Regions from separate parts of the Mus musculus genome. Here all the other regions are linked to region 3. The links are chromatin contacts, called in public HiChIP or PLAC-seq and promoter capture Hi-C maps. All regions are on one chromosome and are shown on one strand. The core of a region is the stretch at or near the end of the contact, and the rest is flanking DNA. Distances in the headings are between cores, read along the strand shown. Region 1 overlaps Rgs9 (regulator of G-protein signaling 9). Region 2 overlaps Gm39444 (a long non-coding RNA gene). Region 3 holds the start of Prkar1a (protein kinase, cAMP dependent regulatory, type I, alpha). Region 4 overlaps Rgs9 (regulator of G-protein signaling 9). Region 5 has its middle 14 kb from the start of Gm39441. Region 6 overlaps Abca9 (ATP-binding cassette, sub-family A (ABC1), member 9).

The links. Promoter capture Hi-C pulls out the DNA fragments that hold promoters and counts their contacts. HiChIP or PLAC-seq counts read pairs in DNA pulled down with a chosen protein or histone mark.
Region 1: an H3K4me3 HiChIP or PLAC-seq map of bone marrow-derived macrophages shows a contact between it and region 3, with 4 times the contacts expected there. The contact joins the enhancer-like site here to the promoter of Prkar1a in region 3. A contact is called at or near these places in 2 of 39 promoter capture datasets (the HPC-7 cell line and stem cell-derived epiblast-like cells), 1 of 484 Hi-C or Micro-C datasets (LSK cells), 11 of 115 datasets of contacts at active chromatin or transcription factors (the HPC-7 cell line, bone marrow-derived macrophages, embryonic forebrain and 5 more) and 2 of 9 other capture datasets (adipose tissue and macrophages).
Region 2: a promoter capture Hi-C map of liver shows a contact between it and region 3, with 2.4 times the contacts expected there. The contact joins the enhancer-like site here to the promoter of Prkar1a in region 3. A contact is called at or near these places in 4 of 39 promoter capture datasets (hippocampal neurons, liver and second pharyngeal arch cranial neural crest) and 1 of 484 Hi-C or Micro-C datasets (liver).
Region 4: a contact with region 3 is called in an H3K4me3 HiChIP or PLAC-seq map of bone marrow-derived macrophages, with 5 times the contacts expected there. The contact joins the enhancer-like site here to the promoter of Prkar1a in region 3. A contact is called at or near these places in 11 of 39 promoter capture datasets (the 3T3-L1 cell line, the C10 cell line, the HPC-7 cell line and 5 more), 1 of 484 Hi-C or Micro-C datasets (the HPC-7 cell line), 21 of 115 datasets of contacts at active chromatin or transcription factors (the 230-238 cell line, DN3 thymocytes, bone marrow-derived macrophages and 13 more) and 5 of 9 other capture datasets (adipose tissue, embryonic stem cells, liver and 2 more).
Region 5: a contact with region 3 is called in an H3K4me3 HiChIP or PLAC-seq map of fetal liver, with 6 times the contacts expected there. The contact joins the enhancer-like site here to the promoter of Prkar1a in region 3. A contact is called at or near these places in 4 of 39 promoter capture datasets (cranial neural crest, embryonic stem cells, hippocampal neurons and 1 more), 2 of 484 Hi-C or Micro-C datasets (B cells and bone marrow-derived macrophages), 18 of 115 datasets of contacts at active chromatin or transcription factors (the 230-238 cell line, the SCID.adh cell line, T-cell acute lymphoblastic leukemia and 14 more) and 4 of 9 other capture datasets (adipose tissue, liver, macrophages and 1 more).
Region 6: a contact with region 3 is called in an H3K4me3 HiChIP or PLAC-seq map of bone marrow-derived macrophages, with 5 times the contacts expected there. The contact joins the enhancer-like site here to the promoter of Prkar1a in region 3. A contact is called at or near these places in 2 of 39 promoter capture datasets (hippocampal neurons and liver), 2 of 484 Hi-C or Micro-C datasets (liver and peritoneal macrophages), 4 of 115 datasets of contacts at active chromatin or transcription factors (astrocytes, bone marrow-derived macrophages and embryonic forebrain) and 1 of 9 other capture datasets (macrophages).

Annotation. Positions count from the first base shown.
Region 1 is chr11:109,268,545-109,271,244 of GRCm38.p6, forward strand. It overlaps Rgs9 (regulator of G-protein signaling 9), which reads right to left. Exons shown (of 19, transcript NM_011268.2): 8 at 379-460. Among named protein-coding and RNA genes, the nearest start is that of Rgs9, 28 kb to the right of the region's middle. Within about 2 kb of position 1,392, at least 84 of the 459 cell types and tissues checked have an H3K27ac peak or open chromatin away from gene starts, as enhancers often do. A contact at or near this core is called in the HPC-7 cell line, LSK cells, bone marrow-derived macrophages and 1 more, where this site is marked.
Region 2 is chr11:109,926,151-109,928,850 of GRCm38.p6, forward strand. Gm39444 (a long non-coding RNA gene) reads right to left here. Exons shown (of 2, transcript XR_880288.2): 2 at 1,655-2,663. Among named protein-coding and RNA genes, the nearest start is that of Gm39444, 3.1 kb to the right of the region's middle. Within about 2 kb of position 1,416, at least 23 of the 459 cell types and tissues checked have an H3K27ac peak or open chromatin away from gene starts, as enhancers often do. A contact at or near this core is called in liver, where this site is marked.
Region 3 is chr11:109,649,523-109,652,222 of GRCm38.p6, forward strand. It overlaps Prkar1a (protein kinase, cAMP dependent regulatory, type I, alpha), which reads left to right and starts at 1,427. Exons shown (of 11, transcript NM_001373913.1): 1 at 1,427-1,551.
Region 4 is chr11:109,245,708-109,248,407 of GRCm38.p6, forward strand. Rgs9 (regulator of G-protein signaling 9) reads right to left here. Exons shown (of 19, transcript NM_011268.2): 12 at 2,357-2,470; 13 at 746-861. Among named protein-coding and RNA genes, the nearest start is that of Gm39440, 28 kb to the left of the region's middle. Within about 2 kb of position 1,439, at least 20 of the 459 cell types and tissues checked have an H3K27ac peak or open chromatin away from gene starts, as enhancers often do. A contact at or near this core is called in bone marrow-derived macrophages, where this site is marked.
Region 5 is chr11:109,311,056-109,313,755 of GRCm38.p6, forward strand. No RefSeq gene overlaps it. Among named protein-coding and RNA genes, the nearest start is that of Gm39441, 14 kb to the left of the region's middle. Within about 2 kb of position 1,271, at least 258 of the 459 cell types and tissues checked have an H3K27ac peak or open chromatin away from gene starts, as enhancers often do. A contact at or near this core is called in the SCID.adh cell line, T-cell acute lymphoblastic leukemia, adipose tissue and 11 more, where this site is marked.
Region 6 is chr11:110,129,516-110,132,215 of GRCm38.p6, forward strand. Abca9 (ATP-binding cassette, sub-family A (ABC1), member 9) reads right to left here. Exons shown (of 39, transcript NM_147220.2): 23 at 2,252-2,359; 24 at 1,050-1,223. Among named protein-coding and RNA genes, the nearest start is that of Abca8a, 35 kb to the left of the region's middle. Within about 2 kb of position 1,391, at least 15 of the 459 cell types and tissues checked have an H3K27ac peak or open chromatin away from gene starts, as enhancers often do. A contact at or near this core is called in bone marrow-derived macrophages, where this site is marked.

The DNA.
Region 1 (2,700 bases), core at 142-2,641, 380 kb before region 3:
AAAAGACAGAGCTGGAGATGCACAGGACATCTGTGTCTGTCTGTCTGTCTGGAGATGCACAGGACATCATCTCTGCTCTCAGTGTCTTGTTTTTTTTCTCATTCGGGACCTGTGTTCCCAGATCTTCTTATTTCCTTAAACCTCAACAACAAAAATTCCAAACCCTCACAAAAGATGAGTCGATTCCCGTTGCTTGGTACTTAACACTGACAGACAAGCTGTAAGGACCCCACCAAGAAGACACAGCACAAGGCAGCCCACACCAGATAATCCAGTTCAACTCTTGTTGGCGACAAGAAGGTGGGAAGCCAGAGGCAGCTGTGCTGCGGTGAGCACAGAATGGGGAGGAGTCAGGGGAGAAAGGGAAGCCTTACTTACCGGACTTCGGTGCACCAGCCAATACGCCTTCTCCTGGCAGTCCAGCGCGTACCTGTCGGCTTTGTTCCTTTCCTTTCCAGTCCTAAAACAACACAAAAGCTAGGCTCAGGGCGAGCAGTGCTTCACATCTTAAGGTCTAAGATGACCCCCATTCCTGATGACCTGGACCGCTTTCCCCACCTGCTCAAAGAATGTACATAAAAAACACAGCAAGCACTGCCAATAGCACATCACTCTTTTGCTCCGGGTACCGTTCCAACATGCATGGACTCATTCGATCCTAGCAACTTGGTGAGGTCCCTTTGTCTTGGTGGGCTCCTTAACAGTCTGTCACTCACTGTTAAGTACAAAAGATGAAGGAAGAGGAGGAGTGGAAGGCCCTGTATGTGGGGGCGGGGGGGGTGGGCTGCTGCATCCTCTCTGGGAATTGAGAATGTGTTCCACTTCTTCATGGTACTGGGCTGCATGACTTAGGTGCTGTCACCATGACCAGCTCCAGAATCAGATCTGTCACCAAAGTCACTACGAAGCGAGCAGAGATGATCATGTGACCCAGTGGCCTCCCTGACTTCATACTGGTTTCCCTGCTTCAGCAAACAAGATAATCAACATCCCAACAGGCAGATGGGTAACAATCCACACCAGAGCTATGCTGGAGCAACGAGTGTCTCAGGAAGTCCTATTTTTCTCCTGTTTGTCCTTCCCTGTCCCTCCAGTGAGGCGGTGACAAGTCATAGCCTTTTCTCAGTCCTGCTGGGGACTGTAAAAGGTTATCCTGTTTTGTCTAATCATCTCCCCTTTGCCACCGCAGGAGGAAGTGATGCCGGGCCTCCCCCTCCGGAAGGGAAGAAGTACTCATTATCACGCCAAGAGCACCAGTCCCACTTCCAAGGCTAGCTGTGCTCACATTTATTAACGTCTGTTTTCCCAGGCAACGGGCAACACGAGATGACGCAAACACCCTCCTCACACAGAGGTGGTGGATTTACTTCCTCGTTAATGTTCTGTGAAGAGCATAATAGCATCCAGAGAGCCAGATGGGTGAGCAGCGCAGCCATTCCAGGAGGGTGTTCTACCAACCTCCTCTGGAAATTAAATAGAAACATTGTTGCCCCTATTCCCCTTAACAACCTAATGGATTTTCTACCAGCGTAACCAGCCGGAGTCCTCGGGAGGATGGACCACAAGCACCCTGAGGTTTGCGTGGTTTCTATAATACTAGCCAGCCTTGTAAATGGAGCCCATCTTTAATGAGACCAGCTGGCCTGTCTGGACTTGCTCAGCAGCAGCACTGTGCGGAGGTCAGGAGAGCTGTGACAGATCCCAAAGAGCCAGTAAATAAGGAATTCATCGAGTTGCTCATGTGACTTTTTTTTTCACAATTCCATTTGTTTAATCTTCTGCTCATTCATGGATTTATTGATCTCCTACTATGTTCCAATTACTGGGAGTCAAAACATAGCTCCAGCCTTTGAGTGGTTTTTAGTCTAAGCGTTGCAAGAGTACTCAAGTAAATACAGACTTGCCTGTGGTGTTCGTACTGTGAGAAAACATTATGAAAACAGAAGCAAAATCAAAAACGGTCTCTGTAGTGATTCAGAAATGTGTCTCCAGGCCCTTCCTGTGGATGGAGGGGTCTGTTTCCCCTCCCGCTTAGAACCAGGTGGAGTTTTATGCTGACTTCCACCACTAGAGTGTCGGGCATAGCGTGTGTAATTTACGAGGCTGGGCCACAAAAGAATGAGCAAGTCACATAGCCACAAGAGGAGGAAAAAAAGGAAGAGGAAGAACACACACACACACACACACACACACACAGCGGGAGGGGCTCAGCATGACAAAAACTCTCTCTACAGGCAAGCCCACATGGCCCATCTAGTTTTGTGGTAGGATTCCACATCTAAAATCCATGAGTTAAGTCATGGAGTTAAGGGGACACTGGTGTCTCAGAAGAAAGGAGTCTTTTAGGAATTCCCTGTCCCACAGAGCCTCAAGTGAGGAGAGGAATCTCTGAAGAGTCTGGGTACTCAGACTTATCTAGGACTTCTGGAGGAGGAAAGTGGGAGCCACTGAGACAGCTCTGAGCGGCAGCTCCTGGAAGGGTTTTGTCAGGGTGTGGGTGGCTGAGATTGTCCCACTCAGAGCACAGAAGTAGCAGAGGGCATGGAGGGGCTGGGGAAAGAGACAATTCCATCTCCTTGCTCCTGGGCTCAGCTTAGGGCTGGAACCCACTAGAAACACAAAAGTGTTATGCTGAATAGAATTGAGTCATTCTAGCCCAACCAAGTGACCCTGACCAAGTAGTGTTAGCCTCTCCGAGCC
Region 2 (2,700 bases), core at 166-2,665, 280 kb after region 3:
GAAGTCACCTAGGAAGAGCAAACCTCGACTCAACAATTATTCACATCAGACTGTTCTGCATCCATGTCTGTGAGACATTTTCTAGATTGTTAATTCACTGATGAGGGCCCAGCCTACTGTGGGAAGTGCCACCCTTAGTCACATAGGTCTGTGTTGTGTAGAGAAGCAAGGGGAGCAGGGCATGAGGAGCAAACCAATCCGCATCATTCCACTGTGGTCTTTGTTTCATTTGTGCCTTCAGGTTCCTGCCTTAGCTCCCCTCTATTAAAGTCTGTAACCTGTAAGGCGAAGTCATCCCCTTTCTCCTTAACTGGACTTGGCCAGCGTTTTACTATAGTGACAGAAAATCAGACTAGGACACATGGTTTAATAGAAATAAAAACCACCAGCACTGTCTTTAATGTCTTGACTGTTAGAAGTAGCTTGCATAAAGCTTTTGGTAGAGAACAAGGCTGTCTTTGTTTTATATTGGGTTTCAATATTTGTCCTAAGTTGCTTCTCTTCACTAGTCTCAGAAGCTCTTATAGCTTACTGGACTCCTCTACTTCCTTTGAATATAATGTCCTGACCTTTCACACGCTGGAGTTCCATCAGGTTTTTTATGATTCGAGTGGTGGAAGATCCACCTCTCCCTTCATTCTCACCCTCTGACACCATCCCTCTCCCTCGTAGACCCCATCTTTCCCTTCTTCTGCTTTCTTTGCCAGCAATCTCTGTCTCTGGGCTCTCTTAAGAGACCTGGGATCCAGGCTCTTGGACCACATTCCATTCTAAATTCCTGTGTTTGAAACATCAGACAGGCAACACAATGCTTCAGAAGTCTGTGTCCACCGATGCAGCAACCCCCACAAGTGTAAATATCTTTACTATTCAAAAGTCCTTATCAGCGAAGCAAAGGAAGAGGTCATTCACAAAGGAACACATGGAGTTTATATCAAGTAGAGGCAGAATGTCATTGCCAGACAGCTGCAACTAAGTGCTTAACAGCTGTGGTTTGGGTTTCACAATAACCAAAAACAAAACCAAAAACAGAACCCCAGTAAAATCTGATGGCTGATGGCCAATAACTGTGGCTGTGGCCATTATACAAAGAGTCAGATGACCTTTGGTTCAGAATGGCACAGATCTGAAGACAAGTCACTCTAGGTATCTCTTTGTTTTCTCCTTCCTTATCCTCTTCCCAGTCTTTCTAGATGATTACCACTTAAATGATTACCTTGTGAGTTACTGGTCTCCACCGCCTCCAAATCACAATAGAATTAAGCTACTTACTGTATTTGAGCTGTTTTCCTAGTTATTGGCTTGCTGCCATTCCATTTGAGGCGGACTTTGCCAGTTTCTTTTGAACCCCAGAAACCCACAGACTGTAACTAGAAGGGCCAGTTAGTCACCACTAAAGAAATGTTTGCAGACTCTTGGTCAAACAGGTCACCTTTGGCCATGTGCCTTGTATTGAAGTAAGAACAATTTATCTTTGATAACCCTCCAGTTGCTTTCCAGTAATTTTGTTCTGCTCTCACCCATAAGCCTCCAATGATTCCTTCAAATTCAAGGATAAATGTCTTTCAGCTCACATTCATAAGACAGGCTAATTCCAAAATGCATCTCCTTATCTTTAAACATTAAAAAGATTTTAAAATTTATTTATTATTTATTGGTGTGTGTGTGTGTATGTATTTGTGCAGATAAAGGGCAGAAAAAGATGTCTGATTCTCTGGAGCTGAAATTAGAGTCACCCAAAGTGGGTGCTAGGAACTGAACTGGAGTTCTCTGGAAAAACGACTAAACCATCTCTCCAGCCCTTCCTTAAAATATTGCAGTGAACACTTCTGTTGATAGCATGCAGCATGGCATTCTATAATGTTATTTTGTTATCTTTTTGCTTCATACCACATAGGTATGATTTCATTTCTGATTGAATTTGGAGCACGTTGGGAAGGGTCTGGGGTTTCTACACCTGCTGCTTTCCAAACCAAATTAGCATGACATTGAAGCTGTTTGGAGCGATGAGAAGATCAATTGTCAGTAGGACCCTGGGTAAGCTCTTTAGCTATTGTATGATTTTGATTAATCTACTGATCTCTGAACATTGACTTACAGAAATAGAGAAGAAGAAATGTCTAGTGTCTGGGATTCTACTGTAACAACATAGTGTGTTAAGGTTTGGTAGGATTGGATGCTCTATTCTAATCATATATCCAGAAAGCTCCCAGCTTGGCATTATATTCCTTGGGATTCCAAATTGCTACATCTTTCTAGATAATGAAAAAGGTCAGTTAGATATGCAAACTTAGTCTCAGGAAAATACAATCACAATATATGTCTTCTTCTTTTATGGTGATATACATGAATGGGGACAGAGGGTTTTATAGGCATATATTTTTCACAACCTATCTTTGTAAGGGTTCAATCTCCCTTCTATCCCATCACCCACCAGAAGTAGTGGAAAAGAAAGGTAATTAGGAGACAGGGGAAGTGGACATGTTTAGAAATAGTTCTTTGGGGGGTGATTCCAATCATTGTTGTTCTCAGTCCAGTTCACTAGACAAACACAAAACACAAATTAGCATCTGCAATCCGGTCCACTTGACAGACACCACACATGAATTGTCAAGGGCAGTTCAGTTCAGAAGAAACCGTGAGGCTCACCAACCAGCCTGATTCTGTGGAAGAGGCAAGAAGACACAGGGATGTCATGAG
Region 3 (2,700 bases), core at 177-2,676:
TCCTGGTGAGAGGCTGCAGAGGGAGCGGCTTCCTTCTCTTCCCCCTTCCTTCCTCTGACTACTAGGGGGGGTAATCATAACTAATGTTCAGAGCCCTTATCATAGTCTGGGTATTCCAAGACAAAGTCAGGCTTAAAAAGGTGAAATTTACAAACACCACTTAACCCAAATATCTTAACTGGGGATCACTGTGAAAATTATGCAGGAGATATTGTAACCTTTTTTGGTACTAAGTGTTAAATCCGTGATATTTTCTACGCACATTGCCCTAGCACATACACGATGAGGCTGTCAACACCTTGCAGCTACTCAGAACCACACACTGCAGGGGCCTATTTTATTTATGTATTTATTTAGGCCCACTTTATTTATTTAATTCATATGCCTAAAATTGTGTCCCTTGCTTTCATTTTCACATACTTAAGGGGAAAGTTGACTGAAGGAATAATGAAGTCGCCTTTTCTCTTGTTTTCTCATGCAGCTCAGATTTCTTGCTTGGTCAATGATTTGATCTGCCCATCTGTCTGTACTGCCCATGACGCAGTCTGGCATAATAGGAGGCTAGGGCATTATCAGGACTCCGGGCTCCTCTTGGAAGTCTCCCTACATCTGGTGCTTCTGTAGGCACGGTAGGGCCTCCATTGATGACAGCTCACTTGTGGAGACAGTAGTCAGATTAGCCAAGCAGAGGCTTGATAGGGGCTCAGATTTCCTGGACCGGATGACAGGCCCGAGTCCGGAACCCCGGGTATTGCGGGGGTCTACACAGGATGCGCGCTCTGTCCATCAGGAGCATCTCAGCATCCGCTTGCGCTCAGCTGTGGTAGATCCGCTAGGGCCTCCTCCTCTTCCAACAGCAGGGATCTCCTTGTCCGCCCAGCGTCCTGTAACCCCATCCCCCTCCCTGCCGTCCCATAGCACCCAGGGCGGAGTCGCCCACCTGTCACCGAATCGTCCCACGTGGGTCTGCGGTAGGAGGGTCGAAGGGAGGGAGAAAAGACAGAGGCGTGGAGGGAGGCAGACGCAAGAGCCACCGAGGAACCGAGGAGAGGCTGAGATCTCCGAACAGCTAAACAATCTAGAGGACCCCCCACCACACCTGGTAAGGAAGGGACAATAAAGGAGACAGAAACGGGTTAGCAGAAAGAGAAGGAAAAAGATGAGAGCGATGAAGGGGCTACGTATACGCGACAAGATAAAGATGGAGAGGTGCCCTGCAAGAGAACGGTTCTAGCTAGATGACGACGGGCTAAGGGTAGGGGGTGGGAGTAGCCGGTGGTGGGCTTGAGGGGGGTGGGGATGGGGTTGGAGGAGGATCCTAGGCGTCTGCGCCTTTAAGGTTGCCAAGGCAACCGCCCTGGCCAGAGCGAGGCGCATTGACGTCAGCAGCCGAACGCTGATTGGCCGCGGTCGGCTGGTTTCCGGTGGAGCCGTCGCCGAGCCGCTATCGCAGAGTGGTAGTGAGGCTGCGAGCTGAGCCCGCTGGACGCTCGGTCACCCCGGCCGCCTCGCCCTGCGTTAGCCCCTGCTCGTGCCGCCGCCCGCCCTCAGGTGAGTGCGGGCCCGAGGCCTGACCGGGGAGTCGCCGGCCGCGGCGCTCCGCTGCGCGTCCCTGAAGGCGCGGGAGCGAGCCAAGATGGCGCCCCGGGGAGCGCGCTGCGGGGGGACGGCCGCACCCCCTGCGCCTCCGAGGCGGCCTCGGGGCCTGTCGCAGGCCTCGCACTGTCCCCCGGGGTCCGCCCTTGCACCGTTCCCCGCGGGGCCGTAGGCCGCCCCTGCCCCCCGCCGTTCCGCCCCCGTCCTGAGTGTCTCCGGGTCCCCGGTCCTGCGCTGCCCTCGGCTCCCCGGCCGCCTCCGCCCCCGCGCGCCGCGGCCTCGGCGCCCGTCCTCCCTCCCCCACTTCCTGAAGGACAAGAGCTCGGTATTTTTTTTTTTTTTTTAAACCGGAATCCGCCATGGCTTTTCGGTCTTAGCCTCGCCACTCGGCTGTAGTCTTCATCTCTGCCCAGTCGTTTCTTCTGCCCTGGCTTCCCCCCTCCTCTTCGCGGGCTCGTCTCCCTCCACCCCTCCGCTCGGTGATTTCAGCCTAGCTCCATTTCCCTTTGTCCCCCTAACACTTCTCGTCCTTTCCAGCCCCCACCACCGCCCACCCCAGCCTCCCCAGGCCTCCCGCTCCGCTCCACTCCACGTCTGCGGCCTCCTGCCTGGTGGGGGATGAGGGGCCGTCTTGCTGCTCTCAGTGATCATGACCGTGGCCTAAGTGAAGTGAAGGGCACTTTCCTGCCCTCCCTCGTGAAAATACGCGGCGCCCGTTAACCCTTAACTCCAGCCCAGAGCGGGTGTGGGGACAGCCGATGACTTGAGGGAGCCAGGATAGATAGGTTTCTTGAGCAGAGAAATGAAGGCTCGCATTTAGATGATGACCCCCACCCCACCCCCCAGGCTGTGTTAGTGTTACTTGGCATCCTTTAGATGTGGGCCCTGTCAGCAACAGGCTCCCAAAGGCGGTTTAAATATGTCCTCCAGTATAGTCCTTCTGAAAGCAAGAGTGTCATCAGAACCGAATTTCCTCAAGAATCCCCCTTCTTACGAATACTCGATGCAGTGATGATGGTTTTAGTGTTTGTTTTGGAGAGAAGCTAAGTTGTGGGGTTTTTAAAAAGTAAATACAAACGTGGAACCAAGACATACCCGATTAAA
Region 4 (2,700 bases), core at 189-2,688, 400 kb before region 3:
ACTCTGGGCAATGAAATGAGGGAAACCAAGAACGGATGGAGAATTCCCTGGGAATTGTGAGTGAGGCTAAGGAGATTGTAGAAAAGATGTTAACATTCCCTGGTGCTATACACACACACACACACACACACACACACACACACACACACACACACACACACACCTCAGAATGCAGTGACTTTCTGAGCCTATGGAAAATGAAGGTCCTGGACCCAGGTTAGACTCTTACTCCTGGGAAAGCAGGAGATCCTGTTTAGACCTTAACAAGGTATGGAAGCACCCACTGCAAAACTCCTAAAAGTCTAGGCTGGCCATGAAAGGGAGAGTAACTTTTTTTAAAAGACTCGTGCTGGAAGGAGGGGCTGCTTAGTCCCTGAAGTCTTTGCCATGCACCCACCAAGCTGTGGGTTCGAGCTTCAGCACCCTTTAACACCAAGTAGAGGGTCTCATGCATGTTCCCAGCACTTGGGATGGAGAGTCAAAAGAACCAAGAGGTAGCCTGGGCTACACGTAATCCTGTCTCAGAGAGGAGGGAAGGGGAGGGAGAGAAGAGGAATTAAAAGAAAGGGAGGGAGGAAGGGAGGGAAGGAGGAAGGTAGGAAAGAACAGAGGTAGGGAGGGATGGAGGGAGGGAAGGAGGGAGGGAGGAAGGGAAAGAGGGAGGAAAGAAGGAAGGAAGGAAGGAAGGAAGGAAGGAAGGAAGGAAGGAAGGAAGGAAGGAAGGAAGGAAGGAAAGAGAACTCACCACTAAATTCCTTCTTGAGAAAGTACTGGAAGCTCTGCCGACCCTTGGGGTCTCGAATCAGTTCGCTGAAGTTGAAAGCCCATCTCTCCACTCGCATCTTGGTTGGGATCTCCACCCTGCAAGGATGGTGACTGGTAAATGTGGCACTCCCTGGGAGACAGGGGCTGTACTTAGCCTCAGTGGGAGTGATAGGTCTACCAACCTTCATGAGGTCCTTGGCCAATGTCTCCACCTGATCCCAGTTTTGCTCTGCCCCCTAGCCTCTGCATAGACACACAATCCAAGTTGCCACTTACTAGGAGGACACAGCCTCCAAGTCCCCTGGGGTTCACACCAGAGATGTGGCCTCCCAGAGCTGAGGGAGAGTCACAACCCAGTGGATCCCTGTTCTTCAGGGGTAAAGATCCCCGTCATAAAACAATCTATGAAGGCTCAGGCTGCCACCTTCAAGCCAGGTTAGAATTCCAGTGACATATTGGTCCCTGGATGCTGTGGTCACAGCTACCAGTCAGCATCTGTCACTCACCAAGACTTCCCTTTTACCCTGAATGTGCACGAATGTTTGTGACAGCATTTGTCATGATAGTTACCACTTGGGAAAAGCCCAAATGTCCTTCTCTAGACAGACGGGTTCACACAGGGAAGTTTGTTTATACAAAACTGAAACAAAATGCTACATCCTGCTACAGTGTGAATAAACTCTGAAAGTTTAGCAGGAAGTGAAAAATGCCCAATGAAAGACCACACATCCTATGATGTCATTTACAGGAAGCATCTAGAATAGAAGAATACGGATAATCAGAAAATAGATTGACCACTGACCATCTAGGGGGAGGGCAGGGAGTGGAGATTTGGGGGCACCAACAACTAGAGGGTGCAGATTTGTTTTTAAAACATTGTGGTAGAGATTATATTCCCCTGTCAATATAACAAAATTTTAACTGTACACTTTAAATGGGTAAATTGTATGACATATGAATTACAACTCAAAAAAAAAAAAACTCAAACTTGATATAGGGCCTGGTGTATACCAGGTTGGCTTTGAACCTGCTATGTAGCTCAGGAACCTTGAATGCCTGATCCTCCTGCCTCCCAGGTGCTGGGGTTACAGGTGCACCATTATATTGTGTTGGGGGTCAAATCTGAGGCTTCATGAATTCTAGACACTCTACCAACTGAACCACAGACCACCCTAAAATAAAGCACATTTTGGGCTGAGGAGATGGCTCAGTGGATAAAGCATTTGCTATAAAAGTGTGAAAACCACTTTGGGTCTCCAGAACTCATGTAAAAACCTAGCAGGTGTGGTAGCCGCCTGTAAACTGCCCCCTCAGGAGGCAGAGACGGGATCCCCAGGGAAAGCTAGCTAGGTAGACTAGCCAGAACTGGAGAACTATGGGCTCAGTGAGAGACCACCACTTAATAAACAAAGTGTAGATGGGTGGAAGGAAGACATCTGATACCAGCCTAAGGCCTCCATACACATGAACACATGGACCCACACACCTGGTCTCAATCATACACACGTGCAAACACATCACACACATACACTCGACAAAATAAAATCAAACAAACCAGATTTGTTAAAATTTCAATGTTTGAAATACATACAATTTGGCATTTAAATCCCAGAACTGGGTGTCGTCTGTTATCCAAGGATTGCTTGGAAGGCAGCCGGACATGATGGCGTCATTGGACGAGAACTGCTCGCTGTACTTGACAATTCTGAAAAGCAGATAGAAAGAGGGCTTCCTAGAAATCCAACCCAGAGAGCCCGGATAATTCCATGGCATAATTGGCCTGCCTGGCCTCTCTTCTGGTATCGGCTTAGTTACATGTCTATTACTGTCTTCTCAGAAAAAAATGTGTGACAGCCCTGGGATGGGAAGCTATTTAGAGAGATCTGTCCTAGTGTGATAGTGCTGTTTTTCTTCCAGTCCTGTCCCCTTGTCAAT
Region 5 (2,700 bases), core at 21-2,520, 340 kb before region 3:
CAGATACAATAGTGCATAAAAGCTGGCTCACCTGAAACCATGACTCAACAGATGAGCCAACTGGAATTAGAGAAGGAAGTAGAGGGACCGCTGTGTGTGCTCGTGCCCAGGGTATGAAGAGAAAAAAAAACAGCTCAAGTATAGCACCAGCCTACATTCAATGTGAGGCTTCACAGATGAAACCATTCTAATACATCATCATCATCAGTTTTCCTGTGTGTTGCATGAAAAATACACTGTCTCAGAATATATGTATATGAGTATGTATACACACACACACACACACACACACACACACACACACACACGCTGAAGAGTTGACTCAGCTGCTAAGAGTACAGACTGCTCTTACAGAAGACTTGAGTTCCATCCCAGCACCCACATCAGGTGGCCCACAACCACGAATAACTCCAGCTCCAGGAGATCTGACAACCTCTTCAGGCCTCCAGGGCATCAGCACACACACACACTAAAATGTGATTTAAAAACACATGTGTACATACACAAATATATAATTAAATATTAAAATTAAAATATGTGTTGTATTGGCTAGTTTTGTGTCAACTTGACACAGCTGGAGTTATCACAGAGAAAGGAGCTTCAGTTGAGGAAATGCCTCCATGAGATCCAGCTGTAAGGCATTTTCTCAATTAGTGATCAAGGGGGAAAGGCCCCTTGTGGGTGGTGCCATCTCTGGGCTGGTAGTCTTGGTTCTATAAGAGAGCAGGCTGAGCAAGCCAGATGAAGCAAGCCAGTAAAGAACATCCCTCCATGGCCTTTGCATCAGCTCCTGCTTTCTGACCTGCTTGAGTTCCAGTCCTGCATCCTTTGGTGATCAACAGCAGTATGGAAATGTAAGCCGAATAAACCCCTTCCTCCCCAACTTGCTTCTTGGTCATGATGTTTGTGCAGGAATAGAAACCCTGACTAAGACACGTGTGCACATAAATAAATACATAATTTAAAATAAAAAGATTTTGGAAAAATATGTGTTCTATGCTGGGGGAGTAGGGGATAGGGAACTGTTGAAGATTTAGGTGGTGCCCTACTGTGCTCCGGTGTCTTCGTTGTTTTATTGTGTGTTGTTTTGTTTTGTTTTAAGCAGTAATGTCAGTGGTCTCCCATCCTCACTAGGTGGCTCTGTCAGCACCAAAGGTAAGGAGTCTCCCAAAAACTTGGCGGGCTCCCCGCTCCCTCCACTGGACCAAGGAGATGCAAAGACCTCCACACTCCTAGAGAGGACGCTTAGGCTCCTGCAGAGGATTTCCGCCCTCAGCTCACTTCCGGCCTCGCCCTACAGGCGCTGGTGCCCTGCGTTTACTCTATTCTTCATAGTGTCCTAAGGCTTTGCTAGGCTCTCTTGCCGGGGGCTGCGGGGCTCGCCTTTTCTGCGGAATTTGCTCCAGATGGGTGCAGGATTGGAGTGTGGCAAGGGAGCGCCACACCAGATTCCCTTTCTCTCGGGAGTGCCTTTCCTCCGGTACCCCAAGCTGTAGCCCTCTTTCCTGTCTGTAACCGCTCACTACCAGATGGGTTATAAAAAATCATAGTGACACTCAAATTTAAAAGAATGGGGCTTGGGGAGTGTGTGTGTGCATCTGAGACAAAGACTAGCTTGTCCATAAATAAATATCAAGTAACAATATACTCTAGTTGTGACTGGAAATGAGAGAGACAACTTGGGTTAATGAGGACGAGATCAGGTCCTGGAAGAATTATGCACACCTGAGATATGTCACAATGCCCTGGAGCTATAGGGGGATGCCAAATCCAAGGCTAGCTTAGGGAGCTGGTGAAGGTGTCATATCCAAGGTCTTGCCAAGAAAAAAAAAATGCAACCCCCATCACGTTGGGTTATTCAGCTAGAATATTTCCCTTGTTCCTAGTCCCCCAACAAGCAGCCGCTCACCACAGGTACCTAACCTTTGTGAACCTGAGTGTCTTCTATTTGAAATAAGACGATCTATTATCATACCCCAGCAAGTGAGACCGTACGGGGCTACATGTTTCTTTGTACACTGATAGACCTTCCGAGGGTTTATGAAGACACCTTGGAATGCTTTATGTAAAGAGGCTTTGCTGCAGTGTGGTCCTGAGAAGGGAACAAGAGATGAACCAGCAGTCCTGAAGTTTAAACTGGAGTCTCCACATAGTAACAATATGAAGACTCCTGGAAGACCTGAAGTAATTAGAACTTGCTCAACTTTGTTTAGTCTGCTGATCCCCAAGATTTTTCATCACAAACCTTTGAGCAAGACCTTATTATTATGGCTCCATGGTTTGGTTTGTTTTGTTTTGTTTTTCCAGGAACACATCTTGGAAGATGTTGGAATACAGAAATAAGTCACCCGGGCACTGTCCTGTGCAGAAGGCATTCATTCTCACCTCCCAAAAGGCATTTCACATCTACTTTTTTTGGAAATCATAAGGCTAGGTTCCCGTAAAGGTGGCTCCAAGTTTTATAAACATGTAAAAGAAAGTACCACAAGCCATAAAATATTTAGAAAAGGAAATGAGGGGCTGGAGAGATGGCCCAGCGATTAAGAGCACTTACTGCTCTTGCACATGATAGAAGGGCTCACAAACAGCTGCAACAACAGTTTCAGGGGATCTGCAGCTCTAAACAGGGCTTCTTGGCACTGCATGTGCATGGTGCACATACATACATACATACATACACATCTACAAAAGAAAAAGGAA
Region 6 (2,700 bases), core at 141-2,640, 480 kb after region 3:
GGGGAGGGGGGCAACATTTGGGATGTAAATAAATAAAATAATCAATTAATAATAACAAACGTGGAAAATAAAACTTGCTTTAATTGCTCCATCATGGAAGTGTTTTTTTTCTCATATATTTGGGATTAATAAAGTCTGGGTGGGTGAATTGGGAAAGAGTTGGGGAACAGGGTGTAAATACAATCAAGACAGGTCTGAAACGCTCAACTAATTTAAAAATAAGATTTAAAAATCAATAAAACATTGCTGGCCTTTCAGTAGTCAGTTACAGTCCTCAGAATGCTTAGAACTAAAGGCAAGGGTCATAACAGGGACTTCCAAATGGCCCAACAGCGTCAACATTAAAGGGTATGCTGGCAGTATAAGATAGTCTCAGTCAGTCACTCTTGGTCCAAAGCTAACACAACTTTAAAGGAAGCCTACAGTTAATGCAGCTCGTTATCTTCCACAGCCTGAGGCCAGGCCCCAAGAAAAACTGTGGGGTGACTGCAAGGCTGCGTCACATCATATTAATGTGCCGTAGTTCCCGCTCTGGTCATCTACAAGTGTAGAGAGCACCTTTCAAGCTGATTTTGTGCCCAAACCCCTGCCACCCTGGAAAAAGGACAGTTTTTGCATTCTATCAGTGAGAACCAAAAGAGCAAGGACTCTGCCTACCTCATTCCTTCTCTGCACAGCGCTCATTTTGCCTCAAGGTCTACCTTTTATGGGTATTCTGTTAGCCTCTCTCTCTCTTTCTCTCTCTCTCTCTCTCTCTCTCTCTCTCTCTCTCTCCCTCCCTCTCCCTCCCCCCTCCCCCCCATGTTTCAGCCCCCTTCTCCTGGCAGCTGCTAATATTTCCAGCTTGTGTGGGGCTTTCTTCCTTTTTTGAACCCCAACAAATCATTCTCAAGTTCCTTTCTGAGATTTTTTTTAAATTCTTTTATCAATGGAACCTAGATTAAACCTGCCAAGGGGACTCTGTGAACTAATATTATTCCATTCGCGGAAAAGATGGTCTAATAAAACTTCATCCCCAAAGTAAGAATTTCTAAATCTTTGCCACTTACCTGAATCAACAGGCTCTCCATCACAGATATAAACTCCTCAGAACTAAAAACACTGTCCATTATTTGCATGAGAAAGAGAATGAGGAAGTATATGGGAATGTCCACCAGAGCCTGTCCACACCAGTAAGCAGACGGGTAAAGGCCTGAAGTCCACAGCTGGGAAAGAACTTTTTTCTGATAATAATAATAAACAAAAACAAACAAACAAAAACAAAACATAAAGATCATCATAAAATCCTAGAAAGCTGAGACCCAGGCAACCACACGCATAGTCACAGCAGCTATTCTTACTGTATCCCTTTAATAACTATTACTCTTGTTTGGAAAATGACATCACCACTTGCCACAACCCTACACCAGAGGGACGGCTAATATTGCAAAACAAGACAGATAAGTTGACTCAGCTCTCCCTAAGGGGTTTTTTTTTAATCTACTGCTGGATACTGTCAAGAGTACGGATGTTAGCGATAGGTCCTTATTAAACACTTTTATATTTAATTTTTTATTTACAAATGCTGAGCTGTTGCGCATGATGCCTTGATTGGCAGCTGTCAGGCTTGTGCAGGGAGACTTTGAACAGGGATGGTAACTCTAGTTCCAGGGAACTGGACATCCTCTCCTAACCTTCATAGGCACGTGCACTATATGCATGTGATAGATAAATGCATGCAGACAAACACTCTTACACTTAAAATGTGTCTGATAGGGCATGGGAACAGAGGCCGGTCCATTATTCACTGGGATGGGAAGCAACAGAATGTGCAGAATTTAAAGGAAAAAACATTGCTACTTTAGTGGTATTCATTCCTGGTGGAGAAGAAACAGTTAACAAATGAGGAAAGTCTTATGACCATAAGCCCCATTCAAATATTTTGCATGGCAGTTTTTAATGGGCCTTATTAAACGGGGAAAAGGTCTGGGTTGAAACTGTCTTTGTGATGAGATATGAGTACCAAGGAGTGTGTTGTAGGAAGAATAGGGTGGTCTCCAAGAATAATTAAAAGCTGTCACTTGCTACTGGTTGGTGGCGCTATCCTGTTTAAGGAAAATGCGTTTTATTCCTATTTTGACAGCCTATTATTGAAATGCTCCATTATATATTGCAACGAACACACACATTAGATTCGCTACCTATGCTCACAAGATCCAAAGGAAGTTTTCCTGGGTGTGAAGGAGATCTGAAGACTTTAATAATGTCTTACTTTGTGGTCACTGATGCTGCCCATCGCAATGTAAGGGGTGAGGCTGGCAGCCACTGGTATCCAGAAAAATGCGTTGCTCATGAATCCGTACTCATAAAGCATGTGTTCCTACAATCATACAGACATGGTAAGCGGAGAGAAAGCAGGTCTCTGACTTGATTGTACTGTCCTCAGTGTATCAGCCAAATAAATGGGCCCGTCCCAAGGTTCTATCTGTAGAACAGAGCTCCCGTCTCTTACTCTAAGATTAAAGCATTTCACACATCAATAGCATTTATCTCTATGTCTATATTTAGCTATCTCCCTTTCTACACACACACAAAACAAAAACAAAACACATAATTTATTATATAATACACATTCTTGGAACACCCATGGAGAAGTTATTTTTTTCTATTTTCATAAACTTATGCCAAAGTAGTTCAGTTCGATATTTATAAAGAGTTATT